Regions from separate parts of the Sus scrofa genome. Here region 1 is linked to region 2. The links are chromatin contacts, called in public HiChIP or PLAC-seq maps. All regions are on one chromosome and are shown on one strand. Each heading gives the region's core, a stretch centred on a gene start, on an enhancer-like site or on the middle of the called end of the contact. The rest is flanking DNA. Distances are from core to core; before and after follow the strand shown.

What was found. HiChIP or PLAC-seq counts read pairs in DNA pulled down with a chosen protein or histone mark.
Region 1: an H3K27ac HiChIP or PLAC-seq map of alveolar macrophages shows a contact between it and region 2. The contact joins the promoter of MTCL1 here to the promoter of TWSG1 in region 2. A contact is called at or near these places in 1 of 47 Hi-C or Micro-C datasets (embryonic fibroblasts) and 1 of 2 datasets of contacts at active chromatin or transcription factors (alveolar macrophages).

The regions. Positions count from the first base shown.
Region 1 is chr6:99,175,387-99,182,188 of Sscrofa11.1, reverse strand. It overlaps MTCL1 (microtubule cross-linking factor 1), which reads left to right and starts at 3,619. Exons shown (of 16, transcript XM_021096066.1): 1 at 3,619-3,895; 2 at 3,898-4,751. The coding sequence starts at 3,721.
Region 2 is chr6:98,672,542-98,680,148 of Sscrofa11.1, reverse strand. TWSG1 (twisted gastrulation protein homolog 1) reads left to right here and starts at 1,827. Exons shown (of 5, transcript XM_003127831.4): 1 at 1,827-2,070; 2 at 3,397-3,553. The coding sequence starts at 3,431.

The DNA of each region.
Region 1 (6,802 bases), core at 2,370-4,869, 500 kb before region 2:
ACAGAGGAGACCAAGCTAATGAGAAGCCACTAGAGGGTAAGAGAGTCTCCCTTGCTCCTTAGAGCGCCTCCTGATGGCCAAACACAGTCAGCACACCCAGGAGCCCAGCAAGCCAATCCTTGTGGGTTGCTCCCCTTCTGCGCAGAGTAGAAGCAGGGAAGGGCAGGGAACCAGACCTAAACAGGCACCCCCCTCCACAGCAGTCTGTTGTTTTCCAGAACAAAACACTTTGTCTCCTTTAAATAGTAAATCCCTAATGCCTTTAGACTAATTCAATTTTTTTTTTTCAGCTGTCTTTTGTTTGTTTGTTTTTTCACTTTTGGTTGCCCTGAGGCACATGGAGTACCTGGGCCAGGGATCAGAACCAAGCCGAAGTTGAGACCTAAGGCACAGCTGAGGCAACACCAGATCCTTAACCCGCTATGCCAGGTGGGGGAATCGAACCTGCATCCCAGCACTCCCATGATGCCGCTGATCCTGTTGTGCCACAGTGGGAACTTCCATCATTTTTTTAAAAACAAATTTTATTGAAATATAGTTGACTTACAATGTTGTGTTAGTTTCAGGTGTACAGCAAAGTGAATCAGTTTTATAAATATAAATATAAATATAAATAAATATTCTACATCCATTGTTTTTCAGGTTCTTTACTCGTATAGGCTATCAGAGTACTGAATAGATTTCCCCGGGCTATGTGGTCAGGTCCTTATCAATTCTGTGTACAGGAGTGTGTATATGCCAATCCCAACCTCCCAATTTATCCCTCCTCCCAGACTAACTTGATTTAACAAGAGCGAAACATTATTTTAAACTCACCTGTGACTGTACAAACATCTATGGTGCAAGCAGTTATCTGTGTATTAATTCACAGACTTCCAGGAACAAAGCAGGGCTGAACAAACGCCTCCTTGCCTGGGGCCACGGGAAACAATTGCCGGGCTAATCATTCAGGGCACTGGCTTTGACTTTGACCTGAGGGAAAGGAAGCTGCCTATAAGTTATGGTCACTTGGCTAATATTGTAGGGAGACTAGCTTACTGAAACATTTGAGCTGGTCTTTTGCATGATTATATGTGGTGTGAGGAGCTTGTTCTGGACATAATTCTTGAAAAATGTGAGCGTGTTGAAGACGTCTGGGTCCCTGGAGGTATGTGGAGGAGAGGGTCCTAGAGTTTGCAGGCAGCACAACGCCGCTTTCTGATCAATCTGCTGCTGGACAGGAGCGTCCGAGCGCCCTCTAGGGGCAGCTGGCTGGACGGGGCTGGGGGCAGGGCACCTGTCAGCCTTTCTGCAGGGTTGTCACCACCAATGCCATTTTCCTCCAAATACCCCATGAGAAATGGCTGTGGTCTTATTAAATGTTGTGTCAATGATGACTTTATCCTGCATTTTTTGAAGGAGGTGGGCAAGTAAGGTGATTTAAGGTTAAGATCCCAGAATTTGGAGTCTATTTTTCCATGTTTTATATTTTATTTTAATGTGTATATTTATTGATTGACAGTCTTGTGTTGGTTTCAGGTATACAGCACAGGGATTCTGTTACACATATATATTCTTTTTCAGATTTTTTTTCCCCTTATAGGTTCTATTTTTCTTTTATCTTCAAAAGTTTGTCCCCTTTTCCCTACTACTACCACTGCTCTCATCTTTGTGTATGGCCCCAACCACTAACTGCCCCCTGTCACCAGCTCCGTCTTCTTAGGGATCTTTCTAAGCAGGAAAGATCAGTCTTGCTTAGCATTCCCCAAAGGCTCCCCCAGCCTCTAGGACAGTGTCCAAATTACCCTCAGGATTTGGAGTCCTCTCACCTGTAGCCTCTGTCCTAGCAGGTCCTGGGCATGGACCCAAAAGACCAGTCTGTCCTTCTGGGCTCAGGGTCCGAGCCCACTCCAGCAACTTATAAGCACAGCCTGCCTCTGCCTCCCAGCAAAGCCAAGTCTAGAAGGCAGCCTGGCCCTTCTCCTCTGAGTATTGCCCACCATCCTGTTAAGAGGTCCAAGCTCATAATGCTTAAGCACGGCAGGCCCATGAAACAAGACGTTCGTTATTGGGGCAGGGAACAGCGACTTTACTGGGAAAACTGGCAGACCGAGAAGACAGTGGCCTAATGCCCCCAAGAACAATCTTCCCCAAGGAGCATTCAGGCTTCTTTTACACCGAAGGGGGGAGGGGTAGAGTCCTGGTTCAGGAGGGGATGTGTTAACTTCTTCCTTCCCGAGGCCATTCACAGGTGGGCCTGGTCAGGATGTGCCTTTGCAGTGTTTTAGCTTAAAGCACATCCCCTGGGAAGCAGTGTTCCCAGGATGGGCCATTAGGTATAATTTAAGCTTTTAGACAACCTCTCTTTAGTGATTACTATACAAAGGTTCTTCCCTGTTATACTCCAACACCTGGGACAAAAACTGCACTCAATGATATTGAAAAGCACTTTACAGTTTATAGCGTTTTCTCATACTACTGAGGCCGCACAAAACTCAGGTGGAAGTATTTTCTAATTATACAGGGCGGGAACAGAGGCTTGAAAAGCCCGTGGCTCATATTATAGCCTCTCCGGCAGCAGGATGGGCATTCAAGCTCCGGTTTCTCAGCGTGTGGGGATGGGGCCTGTGACGCCGCCAGCACACAGGGCTACAACCACTGTCTTCACCTCCCTCACCCACATCCTCATCCTCAAAGAAGACAGTAGTAATTCCGAGTTGGACTTGTTACGCTGATTAAATGAAACCGGGCCTGGGGAGTGTCTAAGAGGGCCTGACTCGCAGCCCACGCTGTAAACGTGAGTTCCCTTTCTGACCCTAAGCTTACACTATTCCGACAGCAGCTCCTCCTCTGAGCTCCAGAGGCCACTGGGGGTGCCAACTGTGGAGCACTGTGAGTCTTTGCACGCGACAGACAGCTGCGCTGGGAACCAGCAGTCCTTAAAGGAGTGTGGCTACCACTGCACAGCTGGAGAGGCCGGCAGGACAAAACTAAGGGGGCCCTGGAGGCAGGGCTGGAACAAGGCCCATGAGGGTCCTTGTTCAACCCAGCGAACGCGGGCGCCCCAAGGCGCGCCCCGCCGAGGGGCCCGCCCAGCCTTGCGGTCTATTCCCACCCCAGAGGGCAGTGCCCGCCCCCGGGCCCCACTTTACCTCAGCCCCTCCCCCTCCCTCCCCTGGGTCCTGCACTGTCTCCTTGGGCCTCCGAAAGGAAGAGGGTCCCGGGGCGGAGAGAGCTGGAGCCGCAACCCCGCCCCCACCGCGGCGCCGGCTGACGGGAGGCGGAACATGCGCACCCGGCGGCGGGCCGGAGCGAGAAGGGGGGGCGCAGGCCCGAGCGGGCGGCGCTGCGGGGAGCCGGCCGGCCGTGGGCGGGGAGCCGGGCGCAGGAGCTGGGAGCGCGCCGCCAGCGCCGCCGCCGGACGGGAGAGGGTGTGCGAGCCCGGCGCGCCGCGCGCAGGGGATGCGAGCGGCAGGGAGCCGCCGCGCCGCCGCGCCGGGAGAACGCGAGCGGCAGTGACCTCAGCCGGGGGAGACAGCCAGGCGACGGCGGCTGCGAGCCCGTGGGGATCCTCGGGGCCCGGGTGCGGGGGACGGCGGCGGCGCGGGAGCGCCGGGCGCAGACCGGGCGGGGCTGGCGGACAGTGATGAGCGGGCGCGCGGGGAGGCTGCACGCCGCTGCCGCCGCCGCCGCCTGGAGCATCAGCCGCCCGAGCTGCTGCTCGCCGCCGGGGCCCCGGCCATGGAGACGCTGAACGGCCCCGCGGGCGGCGGCGCCCCAGACGCTAAGCCGCAGCCGCCCAGCCAGCACCACCGCCACCACCACCTCCACCCGCTGGCCGAGCGGAGGCGGCTGCACCGCGCGCCCTCGCCTGCCAGACCCTTTCTCAAGGACCTGCACGGGCGGCCTGCGGCCCCAGCCCGGTCGCCCCCTCTTCGGGCCGAGCCGCGGCGCCCGCCGCCCCGCGCTCGCCCAGCCTCGCGGGCAAGGCGCCGCCCTCGCCGGGGCCCTTGGCCGCGCCCGGCCGCCTCTCCCGGCGCAGCGGCGGCGCCCCTAGCGCGAAGGACAAGCCGCCGCCGGGCGCCGGGGCCAGGGCAGCGGGCGGCGCCAAGGCCGCTCCGGGCCCCAGGAGGGCGGCGCGCGCGGTGCCCGCCGAGCCGCTGCCCCGGGTAGGGAAGCCGCCTCCCGGGGCCGAGCCGCCGTCCGCCGCTGCCAAGAGCCGAAAAGCCAAACGCGGCTCCGGGGCGGCTCCCGCCCGCACCACCGGGCCCCTGGTCCCCGCCGTCCCGGTCCCGGCCGTGATCCTCGCCGTGACCTCCGTGGCCGGCTCGCCGGCCCCCGGCTCGCGCATCAGCCACACCGACAGCAGCTCCGACCTCTCCGACTGCCCATCCGACCCCCTGTCAGACGAGCAGCGCCTACTCCCTGCCGCCAGCAGCGACGCCGAGTCCGGCACAGGCTCCAGCGACCGGGAACCCCTGCGAGGAGCTCCCGCAACAAGCCGCGCAGCTCGGGGGGCGCCGCCGGGCAGCCCGGAGCCCCCTGCCCTTCTCGCCGCGCCCACCGCCGCCAGCGCCTGCCTTGCGGGACGGAGCAGCCCGAGTGGGGTCCTTGTGGAGGATGCCGGGGGGCGCGCGCCGCTGGAGCGAATGGTCCCTGGGACCCCCAAGGAGCGCGGCCAGGGCGAGCAGCCCCGGCTGGTGCAGGCGGCGGAGGAGGAGGAGCTGCTGCGGGAGATGGAGGAGCTGCGCTCGGAGAACGACTATCTCAAGGTGCGCAGTTCGCCCGCCGCAGGTGTACCGGAGGCGACCCCGGGGTCGGGTGCGGGCGGGGACTCACGCTCGCCTCCTTCCGGGTCCCTAAAGCGCTTTTTTTCCTACTGCTTTTCACTTTCCTGTCCCTGCACACCCCAGGTCTTGGGAACTTGAGCCAAAACTTCTGGAAGGAGCAGCGAGACTCGTGGGTCCGGGCAGCTTCTCAACCCACTTAGCTTGTTTCTACAAGTCTCGCTTCTTTCCTCTGGTCTATTTGCCCCGTTGATGGGCCGCGTGGATTAGAGAGGCGGCTATAGTCCTTTGGGATTCACAGTGGACCTCCCCACCCCACCCTCACCTGTGGGAGCGGGTTGTCCCGGGCAGAAGAGCTTTGGTCCCGGCCCGGTGGGCTGACTGTGGGTTCCGGAGGGTGCGGGGGGCCCAGGCCGCAGACCTGCAGGCCACTTCTCCCGCAGTTGCAGAAAGCCAGGCCCCTGCGTGTCTTCCCTGGGACCTCAGACCTCACAGCACAGACAGCGAGGCCTCGCCCTTTTCAGGGGTAACCTACGGTTCAGAAGCCCCTAGAGTACGGCCTGGGCGGAGGGACCACGGTGTTGTGCTGGCCAGTCCTTTGTGAGCGTCCATCAGCCTGTTTTTCCATGTTAGAAGAGGCCACTTGGTTCCCTCCTCACGCCGGCACTTTCGAGGGAATCGCAGCCTCTGCGTCCTATCTGCGTGCTTCCTGGGGCCTGCTCTAAGTGGCTTCTTGGTCCTGTTAGCTTTGGGGCACAAGGCTGGCTGGCTCCATCTTTTCTCCCAGGAAAAGGCAGCGCTGCAGAAGGAAGGATTTGGACAGTGTTGGGGGGAGGTTGGGGCAAGCCTGGTAACTAGGAAGTGAGGGTAGTGCTGAAAGCAGCTGTTTTAATTTACTGTGATACTCAGATTAGGTACTAGCTAATAGTGTATGTCTACCCCCATTTCTATTATGGCTAGATAGCTGTCTCCTCCCGAACCTCCTCCCTCAGTGGCTTTTTGTTTTCTCTGCAAATGCTGACCCTCTCTGATGGAGGCCCATTGGGCCAAAGGGACTAAAGATGTGGGTTTTTTTTTTTTTTTTTTGGATGCACCTCGGCAGAGCTTCCGAGACCAGAGATTGAGCCTGAGGCACACCTGGGTCAACACCAGGTCCTTAACCTGCTAGGCCATCAGGGAACTCCCAAGAGGTGGGCTTTAAAGGGGCATGATGGTGAAGTCTGCAGTTCAGACTAGGATCAGAGCTGTGAACTGCCGAGTATTCCTAAACCCAGGCCACAGAAACTACTCTCACTGAGCCCAGTAGTTATCTTATCCTGATCAAAGAGGCAGCGAAGGAGAGAGATGGGAAGAGAGCAGATGGGGACTTGGCGTGAGATATTTCAAGTAGTACATTTACTTTTGTCACTGACTCTTATGTAATAGACTACAGAGTAAATTCAAAGGTGTCGAAGAGAAAGGGCCACTGTGCTGTGTGTGTGTATTGTGAAATCAGCCCTTTTGTAAATCCTGCATGGTCAGAAGCTCCCCGAGGGTGAGAAAGATCATCTTGTTGAGCCACGGAGCTTCAGCTCTTAGCCTAACCTCTGACTTTTGGCACTTCTCTGATTGAATGATGCTTACCCAGATCATGACAGCCGACCAACAGAAAATTGAGGTGTTTTATTTATTTTTTTAAAGCAAAGCTGTATCTCATTACATCTTTGATCTTCAGGTAGGCAGTCTGATGTTTCAGGGGCCATTCCTAGGTTGCTGGTCGATGGCTTTACTTTTTTTCTGTAGTTATCTTCTCAGTCAGGGAAACAGTGGCTGAGCCTGGAGTCTCGTCTGGTGTTACTTGATATTTCGGTGAATCTCACAACCATGTAGGGGATGATTGATTGTTGCTGTAGTTTCCACAACCCCAGTTTTCCAGATAAGAATGCTGGGAACCAAGAAGATGTAATGACTTGCCCAAGGTCATCCAGCTAGTAAGCCCTGCAGCGTGCACCCCCCCACCCCCTCCGCCCCAGGCAGACTCCCTGCTTCCATCAAGC
Region 2 (7,607 bases), core at 578-3,077:
GCCACGTCTGCGACCTATACCACAGCTCATGGCAATGCTGGATCTTTAACCCATTGAGCAAGGCCAGGGATTGAACCTGTGTCCTCATGGATACTAGCTGGGTTTGTTACTGCTGAGCCACAACGGGAACGCCTACAGTTTTTAATATTAATCATTTGAAAAATACATATACTACTTTAAGATGTTGATATATTAGGAATATCTTTCCATGTGCTCAAAACTACTCATTTTGATTCTAATAAATTATTTGCCTTTCCATTCTCCTCTCACAGTATAGTTTTTTAGAGGGTACATAATACACAATATTGCAACAGTCTGAATGAAAATCCAGTTGCCTTCTATTATTTGACATTAAATAAACTGACGTAAAACAATATCACTTTTGTCACTTTTTTTGTTTTGGGATATACATACTTATTTTTCATAAACTATGTATTCATATTACCATATAGCAGAGTCTATTATTTTTAAATGAAATAATGAATAAATATTTCTTAAATTTCTCAGTTTTAATTTCAAAACTCTGAGATGTGGCATACGTAAACAAAACCTCTTTGGAGCCCTGATTAATAAGCGAGTGTGAAGGGGTCTTGAGACTAAAAAATTTGAGAACATCTGATCCACCATATTATTTTTTAATAGCTGGTTTAGCCCATTGCATGGGGTATCATAATTCATTTAATCAGTAAGCAATACCAAGAATAAAACCCTTAAAGATAAATTTGTGTTCATTCAATTATTTCTTTCAGATAATTTTCAGGGATGATTTTTAAAATGTATATTTACTTCCTGTACAAAAACGGACTAACATCAATAATTCAATCCACCCCCTCAGCCAGTCAACTCTTGCCATTCTTTCTGTTTTCCTCCAATGAAGCAAGGGCGATGTAGGCACTTAAGATCCTACCAGCTTAAGACTTTAGTTCTAAGTCAGCATTTCCCAGAGGGAAGTACTTCTGGATATTTTAGCCCGGTGGGCTCCAACTGAATCTCTCTGGAAACTTTAAAAAGCAAATTTCCAGGGTTGTGGGGAAGAACAGAGGGCCATTCTCGACCACCTTTATCTACATGCGAACTGTCAGTCACGGTCACACATGCTCCAGCAGCCCTCTCCTGCCACCTGCCCAGGTGTCCCCTGGTCGGTGTCCTTCTGGGTCAGCACCCCCGCGCCCCTGCTCTCTTCCAGGGCTGAGCACAGGGCCAGGCGCCCACTACGTGAACTGCTGGACGAAAGCTCTACTCTAGGAGATCCTTATTCCGGAGGTCTGAGGCAGCTCCCAGAAGTCTGAGCTTTTAATAAATCCTGCCTCCGTGAAGGGGTTCAGGTGTCAGCTGTACTGGGTACCGACTGGGTGCCTCAGTCTGGCATCCCTATAACCCAGCCAAGACCAGCTCCTTCTCAGGGTTCCTGTGAGGACCCAGCTCTTATGACCAGGATAAAGTGAATCCGAAGAGGGCTAGACCGAAGGGTCTGCAGGAGCCGAGGCCGGCTGAAAGGCGCAAGAGATGCGGGCGTGGAAGGAGGCGGGAAAGCGCTCTTGGGCGCCGGGGAGCTGTGTCTGGGGCGGGGTGTGGCTGTCGTGGGAGTAACCGCGGACGGGGCTGGGGGTCGAGGGCGTGGCGAGGCATCTTGTCGGGGCGGGTGAGAGCGTGGCCAAAGTCGGGGGTGGGGCCACGGGGCCTTAGGGCGCGCGGGCGGGGAGGAGCGTGGCGGGACCGGCGGGGCGGGGCCGTGGAGGAGCTGGTGGGGGCGGAGCCTGTAGGGCCGGGGCGTGGCGGACCAGGCAGGGGCGGACCAGGCAGGGGCGGGCCAGGCCGCGCAGTCCGGAGCGCCGGGGGGAGTGAGAGACGCCTCCTGGCGGGAGCTGGCGGCAGAGGGAGGGAGGAGGTAGAGGGAAGCGGGCCCGGGCACAGGCGGGGCGGCGGCGGGCCGGTGTCTGCGTCTCTCAGCGCCGAGGCTCGCGGGCGCTGCGCGGAGGACGGCGTGGAGGCGCGGCCTGCCTGCCTCCACAGCCCGCGGCGACACGCCGGGGACTAGGGCCAGGCGGCCTCGCGGCGCCGCGGCGCACGGTGAGCGGGCGGGCGGGCGCAGGGCTCGGGGTTCGGAGGCCGCGCGGACCGCGGGGGCCGGGAGGAAAGGAAGGGCCCGCGCGGCCTGGGCCGCGTCCGCGGGGAACGGCGTGGGGCGGGCGTCCTCCTGTCAGCGCCGCTCGCGGATGCGGGGCCGGCGCTTTGTTCCCCCTTGAAGGCTGCGTTACCTGCTGCGCCCGCGCCGCGTTTCCTTGAATACCTGTTCCGGGGAACTTGGGGAGTGGGATGAAGACGACCTTGGGAGGGGAAAATAATCCCCTTTTAGTGGCCGTGGGAAGGGAACGGTTCTGGAAAATGCTGAAATGCCTTCCTCCGCAGACTGGACTTCGCTTGCGGCCCCCGGCCCCCCAGCGTTACGCGAAGCCAAGGGGGCGCCTAACGGTCCTGGGGCCGGGGGCTCCCCGCCTCGCGAAGCCGAGTCCTGGACAAAGCCCTGGGTTCTCCTCCCCTTCTCGTTGCCTTTGCCTGGCTGTGCTCCCTGATACTAGAATAAAGGTTTACAGTAACCATAAAGGCCCGCAAAAGCACCTTTATCCGTCCTACTTCAGTAATTTATTTAATTGATTCTATTTTGGGGGTGCGCTTTAAACCCCAAGAAGTTACAGCTTCTCCTTTAAAGTGTAATGACCACGTGGGTTGTTTATCCACTGTCAGAATTTATGCTGGTCTTTTTTTTTTTTTCTTTTTGGACTTTAATATGTTCTTCAATAACTAGAATTAAAAGAATATCTTCACATTTTAATAAATTAGTGTCCTTAATGCAGTTAAGTTTACTCTTCCTTCTTTTATTCACTACTCCCACTGAACTGCTTTACTCTGGCTTAATTAATAGGCAAAATGAGAGAGTAATAAAACACTGGAATAATTTGGATTTTAAAATTTTGTTTTAATTCTAAGAATTAAAATATTGTAAAATGTTTTAAAATTATAATACAGTATTAATAGTATTGTCTTTACTGGCTTAAAGTTGAATCATGGGCCTGAAATCAAAGCTGAATAGTAGCAGTTTGGTAAGAAACTAGTTATTTGCTTAACATGTACATATACACACACACATTCACTTTAACTTTCAGTCACCATTTCTGAGTAGTCTGAGGAATTTCAGAAGCCTGTATTTTTGAAGATGGTTAACAAGATATTACTGTATAAAATTGTAGCTTTTTTTGATTCTTTCATCTTTCATTGAGAATAATTTTTAAACAGTCACTTTTGCCTTTTAACAAACAATGGGTCTTGGTTTATTTGTTTTACCCTTGCCTTTGAATTAAAGGTTGTTTTTTTTTTTCTTTTTGTTTGTTTGTTCAGCTTCCTGGGAGTTACTGAGTGTCTCTGAAGAAACATGAAGTCACTCTCTGTTGTTATGCTTACCCTGGTCATCCTGGTATTCCTGACATGGGTCCCTGTGTCCCTGAGTTGTAACAAAGCACTCTGTGCTAGTGATGTGAGCAAATGCCTTATACAGGTAGGACTAAAACTACTTTTTTACTACTATTAAAGTATATCAGAGTTCTCTCTGTGGCTCAGCGATAAGGAACCTGACTAGTATCCACTAGGACTAGTCAATCCCTGGCCTCGCTCAGTGGGTTAAGGATCTGGTGTTGCTGTGAGCTGTGGTGTAGGCTGGAAACTACAGCTCTGATTAAACCACTAGCCTGGTAACTTCCATATGTCATGGGCGCAGCCCTAAAAAGACAAAAACAACAACAACAACAACAACAAAAAACCCACCACAACCAACAGCAAATCAGGTATATTGTAGAGCAGATACAAAGTGCATATATACAGATAGACAGTGTCTGTAGAATACAGTGTAAGGGTGAATAGTAGGTCAGGGCCTGAGGTGCTGAGCCATGACACAATGGTCTGGGTTTTGTCCCCAGAATTCTTCTGCATACAAGCAAGGTCAGACTCAGGAAGTTCAGTACTGAAAATAATATTAAGCTTTGTAAACATGCCGTTACAAGGTGATGAGCATCTGTTCAGATGAATTAAAGGGTTTCCTTGTATAATCTACTTTATGTAGCAAAGAGTCTCACTCTATTTAGAAAAAAAATTTAGCTTGTCAGATCACAGACAAACTACCCAAATATAATGTACCAGCTGTCTGTTCTGTGTAACAAGCTACTCCAAACCGAGCAACTTAATGCAGCAAACATTTATTATTGACACAGTTTCTGAGAGTTGGGAGCCTGGGAGCAGCTGAGCTGGGTGGTTCTGGGTCAGGGTTTCTCAAGATTTCAGTCATTGGAGACTCTGTTTCCAAGATACTTGACAGTGATTTCTCAGCTGTCAAGGCAAGCCTGTGTGAAGAGAAAAGCGAGTTTAAGTCATTGGCTTAGTTCATGAAGCTAGTAAGTGGCGGTGGAGCGTGGCCTTTGTTTGACCCTTGAAGCCTTTGGCGTTTTTACCGCACATACTGGTTATTATTGTCCATAAAGTTGTGTTAATTAGTGGTGAACGTCATGTCTTTTCTAGCTGTTCTCCCCTTTCTCCTCTTGTTTAGACTGTTGGCAGTCTTGTGTCTTTTGTGTGTCTGTATTTGTTAGCCTCCCTTCTAGCTGTTGGCTAAGAAATTCAGTAGCCACACATACTAGAATTGTGTATAAAGTGTGACTCAGCTAGCTCTGGGCTGTAATCCTGACATGAAAGCATTTGTGTGTATGTACTAGAAGTGATCATGATTTCTATAGATGAGAGGCATTTTGTGCTGCTTTATGATGTTTTGGTCCTCACTGATAGTTAAAAATCTGGGAATCCTGGCCTTTGTGTGAGTGTGGTTACCACCATCTCATACTCTGTACTCTCACTTTGCATTTTACAAAAAGATTTAACTAGAGAAGTTGGTTGTTTCTTGTTTTTGTTTTTATTTTTTTACCGTGGATGATTCTAAGCGTAAATAGAAGAGAGAGAAGACTGTAGTGAACAGCAGTAACAATCAGCACTTATAGCAACCATTAACTCAGGGCTCCCCTTGTTTCACCTGTATTCCCCTCCACTGTCCACTCCAGCTCTGTTTAGTTACAAGCACATCAAATCCCTGATATTATTTTATCATAATTCCAATGTCTATCTCTTATTAAAGATAGAACTTTTGGAGTTCCTGTTGTGGCTCAGCAGTAATGAACCTGACTAGTATCCATGAGGATGCAGGTTCAATCCCTGGCCTTGCTCAGTGGGTTAAGGATCTGGTGTTGCTGTGAGCTGTGGTGCAGCTTGCAGACACAGCTGGGATCCTGCATTGCTGTGCATCTGGTGTAGGCCGGCTCTGGTTTGACCCCTACCCTGGGAACCTCCATATGCACTGGTTGTGACCCTAAAAAAGTGAAAGAAAGAAAAAAGAACTCTTTAAAACATAGCTATTAGCAATTTTTAAAAATACCAATAATTCTTTAATGTCATGCAGTTTTACATGGCATATCTGCTTAGGCTTGTGCTGGCTGAAAATTTTGTAGTCTTTATTGAAGTCCAACTTTGTACTGTGGTCAGAGGGGAATCAGTGCCTCTTCCCATGTTGTTTTAATGTAACTTCTTTATTCATTATTAGAACATCTCCTAACAATTGCTATATTCATATTTAAGTGGAAATCCACTTAAATCTCAAATTATTTTTTGACTCTACAAGTCTACAATTTCCATTTAATTTAAATGGTTAAAATTAGAATTTATCTAAAAGACCTTGCTTGGTAAAGGTAAGGGCTGCATACATTCTTACCACCTTGTGTGTGAATTCTAATTTCTCTGCATCCTCACCAGCACTTGTTATTATCTGTCTTTTTTCTTATAGGTATCTTGGTGTAAAGTGGTTTTGTTTTGCATTTCTGTAATGACTAATGCTGTTGAGCATCTTTTCATGTGCTTCTTGGCTATTCATGTGTCTTCTTTGGAGCAATGTCCATTTAGAAGCAATGCCCATTTTTTAATTGACTGACGTCTTTTATTGTTGGGTTATAAGAGTTGTTTTATAAATTCTGGGTTTGAGTGCCTTATCAGATATATGACTTGCAAATAAGTTCTCTCACCCTATGGGTTGTCTTTTCACTTCTTAATGATATTATTTGCAACACAAAAGTTTTCAATATTGATGGAGTCTAACATTTATTTGTTGCTTGTGCATTTGGTGTTCTAGCTAAGAAACCATTGCTTAACTCAAGCTTATAATATCTGCTTGTGTATTTTCTTCTAAGAATTTTATAGTTTTAGCTCTTATATTTAGGTCTGTGATTTATTTTGAGTTGATTTTTATGTATGGTACGAGGTAGGGGTCTGACCTTATTCTTTTGTGTATGGATATCCAGTTGTCTCAGCACCATTTGTTGAAGAAATTATTTTTTCTCTATTGCATTATGTTGGCATCCTTGTTGAAAATTATATTTGACCATAAATGTAAAAATTTATTTCTGGACTCTCAGCTGTATTCCACCGAGCTGTATTTCTATCTTTATGCTTTCTATCTTGATTACTGTAGCTTTGTGGCATATTTTACAATCAGGAAGTATGAATTTTCTTTTTTTTTATCCTAAATGATTCTTATTTTTTCCATTATAGTTGGTTTACAGTGTTCTGTCATTTTTCTATGGTACAGCAAAGTGACCCATTTACACATACATATATACCTTCTTTTTCTCACATTATCATCCTCCATCATGCCCCATCATAAGTGACTAGATACAGTTCCTAGTGCTTTACTGTAGGATCTCATTGCTTATCCATTTCAAAGGCAATAGTTTGCATCTATTAACCCCAAATTCCCAGTCCATTCCACTCCTCCCCCTTGGCAACCACAAGTCTGTTCTCCTTGGCCATGAGTTTTCTTTCTGTGGAAAGCTTCGTTTGTGCCTTATATTAGATTCCAGTATAAGTGATGTCATATGGTATTTGTCTTTCTCTTTCTGACTTACTTCACTTAGTATGAGAGTCTCTACTTCCATCCATGTTGCTGCAAATGGCATTATTTTTTTCTTTTTTATGGCTGAGTAATATTCCATTGTGTATATATACCACATCCTTTTTTTTTTTTTTTTTTTTTTCTCTTTCTTTCTTTTAGGGCTGTACCCATGGCATATGGAGGTTCCCAGGCTAGGGGTTGAATCAGACCTACAGCTGCTGGCCCACACCACAGCCACAGCAATGCGGGATCGGAGCCACATCTTCGACCTACACCACAGCTCACGGCACTGCCAGATCAACCCACTGATCGAGGCCAAGGATCAAACCCACAACCTCATGGTTCCTAGTTGGATTCGTTTCTGCTGTGTCATGACGGAAATTCCATATACCACATCTTTTTAATCCATTCATCTGTTGATGGACATTTAGGTTGTTTCCATGTCTTGGCTATTGTAAATAGTGCTGCAATGAACATATGGGTGCATATGTCTTTTTCAAGGAAAGTTTTGTCTGGATATATGCCCAAGAGTGGGATTGCTGACTAGGAACCATGAGGTCGCGGGTTCGGTCCCTGCCCTTGCTCAGTGGGTTAAGGATCCTGCGTTGCCGTGAGCTGTGGTGTAGGTTGC